Regions from separate parts of the Sus scrofa genome. Here region 2 is linked to region 1. The links are chromatin contacts, called in public Hi-C maps. All regions are on one chromosome and are shown on one strand. Each heading gives the region's core, a stretch centred on a gene start, on an enhancer-like site or on the middle of the called end of the contact. The rest is flanking DNA. Distances are from core to core; before and after follow the strand shown. Region 1 overlaps GNAS (GNAS complex locus). Region 2 overlaps ZNF831 (zinc finger protein 831).

Evidence for each region. Hi-C and Micro-C count contacts between places; a contact is called where the count stands out from the background.
Region 2: a contact with region 1 is called in a Hi-C map of epiblast stem cells, with 2.9 times the contacts expected there. The contact joins two enhancer-like sites. A contact is called at or near these places in 1 of 5 promoter capture datasets (liver), 25 of 47 Hi-C or Micro-C datasets (adipocytes, alveolar macrophages, brain and 14 more) and 1 of 2 datasets of contacts at active chromatin or transcription factors (skeletal muscle).

What each region holds. Positions count from the first base shown.
Region 1 is chr17:59,017,480-59,020,179 of Sscrofa11.1, forward strand. All of the region lies in intron 1 of GNAS (GNAS complex locus), which reads left to right. Among named protein-coding and RNA genes, the nearest start is that of GNAS, 33 kb to the left of the region's middle. Within about 2 kb of position 1,347, at least 15 of the 83 cell types and tissues checked have an H3K27ac peak or open chromatin away from gene starts, as enhancers often do. A contact at or near this core is called in epiblast stem cells, where this site is marked.
Region 2 is chr17:59,345,944-59,348,643 of Sscrofa11.1, forward strand. The region is part of intron 3 of ZNF831 (zinc finger protein 831); the gene reads left to right. Among named protein-coding and RNA genes, the nearest start is that of ZNF831, 35 kb to the left of the region's middle. Within about 2 kb of position 1,323, at least 20 of the 83 cell types and tissues checked have an H3K27ac peak or open chromatin away from gene starts, as enhancers often do. A contact at or near this core is called in epiblast stem cells, where this site is marked.

The DNA of each region.
Region 1 (2,700 bases), core at 97-2,596:
TCCTGGCCTTCCCTTCATCTTAGTTTCTGTCCTCCATCTTAGGTCCTGGCCTGCCCTCCATCTTAGTTTCCATCCTCCCTCTTAGATCCTGGCCTTCCCTCCATCTTAGTTTACGTCCTCCATCTTAGGTCCTGGCCTTCCCTCCATCTTAGTTTCCATCCTCCATCTTAGATCCTGGCCTGCCCTCCATCTTAGTTTCCGTCCTCCCTCTTAGGTCCTGGTCTGCCCTCCATCTTAGTTTCCATCCTCCATCTTAGATCCTGGCCTGCCCCCCATCTTAGTTTCCATCCTCCATCTTAGGTCCTGGCCTTCCCTCCATCTTAGTTTCCATCCTCCATCTTAGGTCCTGGCCTTCCCTCCATCTTAGTTTCCATCCTCCATCTTAGGTCCTGGCCTGCCCTCCATCTTAGTTTCCGTCCTCCATCTTAGGTCCTGGCCTGCCCTCCATCTTAGTTTCCATCCTCCATCTTAGGTCCTGGCCTGCCCTCCATCTTAGTTTCCATCCTCCATCTTAGGTCCTGGCCTGCCCTCCATCTTGGTTTCCATCCTCCCTCTTAGATCCTGGCCTTCCCTCCATCTTAGTTTCCGTCCTCTGTCTTGGATCCGAGCTGCCCCCGGTCTTAGATCCTGAGCCCTGAGCCTTTTTTTCTAATGCAAATAGAGATAGTCGATATTCAAGTAGTGTAATTAATTCCCCGTCGTGGTGGAGAGAAAATTGCCCTTTAGCTGCAGAACTGAATCCCCAGCTTTCCAGTCGCCTCTCCCTGGCCCTCGGGAGCCGCCTCCTCGGGGCTCGGCATCCGACGGGCGACTCTAGAAAGTCCGTGAGTCCCAGACGGGTTGGGAGGGTCTGGGGTCGGCCACCGACGAGGGCGCCTCCGTGACGCCGCGCTCAGAGGCGGGGACTGGCTCTCGGCCCCCGCGGGTCCCGGCGGCGGCGCGGGTGCGGCCTTCCCACCGTCCTCACCTGAGCGGCGAGGGAGACCCATTTTCAGGACGAGAAGTGGAGCTTGTTTACCCACTCAGAGAAGTGCGTTTGCCAAGTCACTTTATCACAGAGGCTGCCTCTGTAAACGAATTAGTTCTGTGCGATTGCCTCCCTCCGCCAGCCCCAGGCCCTCCCGAGTCCGGACCCCTGTGTCCGATGCCTTGAAAGCGACGGCCGTCCTGGGGAAGTGATTTGAAAGCCGTGGGGCCACGAGGCGCAGGAAATTGCGCCGACCCCCGCCGGGCGGCCGCAGGGTCCCCGACCCGGGACCTGGGGCCGGGCACCTCCGAGAGGGGGTCTGGCCAGGCCTCCTCACCTCCCTGCAGGTGGCTGTGTTCTGTTCACTTAATCCCATTAGCTGGCAGCGGCTGTGGGGCTCCCCTTAAGGGACATTTGCATTTTAATAAAGGGCTCTCTGAGGCCAGAGGCTGAGAGGGCCCCATTTTTAATAGTGCAGCAGCATTCTAACCAGAAGCGCTGGGGGGGACCGGGAGGGGGCTCTGGGCAGTCGGCCCCCCCGCCCCCTGAGCCCGGGACCCCCCACCCCCCAGGTACCGATGGGCAGCGGTGGCGGCAGCGGCGGGAGGGGGCCCCGGTGGCAGAGTCAGGTCCAGATCGAAGCTTCGGTGCCTGACTCACTCCGGCTCAGGCCGGTAATAACAAGCCCCGCGTTTTTCTCCATCGTCCACTGCTCTGACACACAGAATAGTCAGGAAATAAAAGATCTGAGTCCTATACAGCTGCTTTGCTTTCTTGAAAAAAGGAGGAAAAAAAAAAGTCGGGGGTGGTGGGGAGAAGAGAGCAAGGAGGCATGAGGCCAGGCCGGCAAATAATGAAGCAGCAGAGCCCAGCTTGTTGCTGGCTTGTTACATAAACAGCCCCACCGTCCCGCGTCGCAGCCCAAGGAGAAAGTGGTGCTTAGTGATACTTGGGTTGGCTTCACACCTGAGCTTGGAGTTACTCAGAGGTGCATTAACAACTAATGATTCAATTGAGGGAGGCCTGGATTGCCATTCGGAGTTGCCAGATATTAGCATACCCTTCTGGAAACCCGGAAGCCTGCCAATTACACTCCCCAGTGAAACTCTAAAGGGGCCTTTCCAAGATGCATGATATTTAGGAAGAGGAAATTAAGCTAATTTTGAAAGCTCCTGACATGTTTCCTTAAAATCGAACTAGTTGAAGGCTGGGATGAATATTATGAATTGTTCACATGATGCGTGTTTGAATAGATGTCATGGATTCCAAGGGCACAGCTCAGAACGACTCAGGGCCTGGGTTCCTTTCCTTTTTGTTTTTGGTCTCTCCCCCCCCCCACCGCACTTTTTCTCCTGAAGCACAAACACAGTCTCTACCTGAAAGGGCCTCTGCAGAACGTTGTCTGGTAGCAAACAGGACAGAGCCACGTTCTCCCAAGAGGAGACGAGGTGCCATGGCCAGGACCGGGGAGAGAGCCCTGGGCCCTGCGTGGCGGCCACAGGCGGGAGTGTCACCCAGGGGCTCGCAGCCCTCGGGGGGGGGGGGGGGCTTTTAATTATGCGTGTAAGTTCCAGCTTTCTTTCCAACACAAACACGCAGGCCGGCGAGGACATTAAATATGCAGCCGGGCTTTCCCTCTGAGCGAGGCCGGCGCTTGGATTTTTATCTTCCCAGGTCCAGAACCTGTTTACTTCCTTCCAAGCGGCTTCCTCCTGCCCCTTAGATAAGTCAGC
Region 2 (2,700 bases), core at 73-2,572, 330 kb after region 1:
GTTGGGTGCTGGCAGGGAGTGGGGAGAAACTGCTCCAGCAACAAGCACTGCTTCCTGCTGGAGCATTTGGAGAGCTTCCTCCAAATGTTTTTCTTCATCTAATTTTCAGTATGGCCCCGTGGGGTCAGGAGGGGATGTTGTGGCCATTCTCTCCATCCTAATTAGGAGTCTTGCCCAAGTTCAGACCTGGAGGAAAGGAAATGCAAGTTCAATTCCAAGGTTTTTTCTTTTGCTAAAACTCTTTCAATTTTGGCTTGTTTATTTCCCTAACTTCCAGAGACACGAAAAAGTAATTTTCGTGCCCCCCTCCACATAGACATTAGGGATCATTTTCCGTCATTTTCAGCTCTCCCTCTTTGCTACGAGGCACCTGGCATGCCGGGAATGGACAAAAGCCATTTTTCTAAGTACTCGCGTTTGAAATTATTAAGTGTTCATTAAGCACCCCCGGGTGCAAAGCACTCTCGGAGATGTTTGTTTCTCAATTTTCTATAATTTCCTTTTTTTTCCCCCTTAGCTAAAGGCAGATTGAAAAATGAACTCAGTGCATTTGAGTCTCTGAATCATAGTTAATGTGCGACGCCCCCTCCCTTAACCGCGCTGTTTTTCTTCTGCCTCCTCTTGTCTTATTAATCCGATAAAGTTCTTATTCTTTTTTAACCCCTACTCAGGGGCTGAAACTTTTTGGCTTTGTTCCTGACTTCCAGCCAGGAAGAGATGAGGGCAAAAGCCGTGACCAGCGCCCGCGCAGACTGTAGGTGAGAGCGATGGAAAAATCGAGAACGCAGCCTTTGATGGACAGCGGGCTGCGGGCTTTGCAGCAGCCGAGCTGGCACAGGATGCGGTGGGGCTCCTGCCTCGGGGGCCTCTGCCGCCCCCACCCCCCGCTGATTGGCGTCAGAGACCCTTGGGAGCCCCATCTCTGAGTGGACGCTTCTGGAAAAATACAGGAGCCCCAAGCCCCCCTCCTGTCCGCCCTCACGCCCCGTGATTCTGAGTCTTACAGGAGCAGAGAGAAAGGCTGTTTTTCTCTTTCTCTCTTTTTTTTTTTTTTTTGACAACAACCTCGCATAACCTCAAAAGTTGCCCATGAATTTACCAAAACTTTTTTAATGAAACTATTCTAACCTCTGGTGGGGGTTAAAAAACAAGCCCTGTGAATTTATTACCCAGAAAGAAAAAAAAAGAAAAAAAGAAAAAAAAAACGAAGCATGACTTTTTATTTGATGGGAAATCGTCTTCCAAGCTTCAACGGCGCCCCCTAGCGCCTGTCTGCGAGGAGCAGGCGGCTCGGCTCCCTCCGAGTCCGGCAAAAACCCAGCTTTGGGGACTCTGTCTGGGGCGGCCGTGACCTTGCCCAGGTGTGTGTCCGGTGTGGACAGGACCTCGCTCCACTTGGAGGGGGAAGCTATGACTTGGGGGGAGTCTGCTCTGATACCAGGGGACCCCTTGGCACGAATTTATTTTCTGTTCTTTGGAGTTCGGGTGGCTGATTCTACCGTGCCCGAGTCTGCTTGCAGCCCGAGGAAGGGAGAGGAGGGTTTCGATAGAGACCCCAGCGCCTTTTGAAATAGGCTGGACCCCCGCTGAGGAAGCGGCTCTCGCCCCCGTCTCAGCACGCAGGCGACCCTGGCTTTCTACATGTCGTTTCGTTGCTCTCCTATAAATGCCGCCCAGATGTGCAAGAATAAAAACGAATACCAAGAGGCAGAAGCCCCAGCGGAGAAAGGAGGGCAGGAGAGGGGGAAAAAAGAGACGGGTGTTGAGATGCGGGTGAAAAATCAAGGACGAAACGGGTCCGGGGCTGCCCACCCTTTCCCGGGCTTTCCCCAGGCATATGATGCAGAATCCGAGATTCTGCCCCAAAACCCAGGCTGCCGGGTCTTCGCATACCGAACAGGACTTTTAAATCTTTCTGTGCCCAGGGTGGGAGCTGTTTCTATCCCCCCCAACTTGGAAACACACCGGTGCACCTTCGGAAAGGGCCTTGTTTTGAAGGAGCACACGTAAAAGGGTTAAAAAGCCGGTGTTCTAAACTAGAGACGCTGGGGAGGAGGGAGCCGGAGCCGTAGCCGCCCAGCAGGGGCACCCGCGGGGCAGCACCTGGGGTGGGGGTTGGAGGCCCAGGTGCCCCCCACCTCAGTTTCCCCCTCTGTAACGTGGTGCCCGTAAAGGACAGCGTGCGTTTTGTAAGGCTGTTGAGATGTCACTTACACATACAATTTCAATATTTCACGGTGAGCATGCCAGCTCATTACTGTTAATTTAGGTCTATAGAGGAGCCAGAGACCCAGAATTTTCCATTAAGTTAAACCTCCCGATTTTTACATGATGGTAATGAATTGACGTTTTAAAAAACCAAGCACATACTCACACACTGGTCTGAGCTCCTGGATGGGTACTTGGAGCGCTTTGCTTTGTGGGCTGCCAGGGGGCGAGGGAGAGGAGGGACGATGGAGGAGGGGGCTGGCTGCCACCCCCACTGTCATCTGCCACCCGCACCGTCATCTACCACCCCCACATCCCCCTGCGCTTGAGCCAAAGGCTGAAACCAGTGTGGTCACATTTCTTTGGGGCCAATGGATTTGGGGGAAATGACCCCTCTTCCCTGGGCAGACTGTGGGAGGGGACCCACTTTGAGTCCTTCAGAAGCCAGTATGGCACGTGGACAGTCTTGTGGGGGGAGGGGGGAGGGATGTC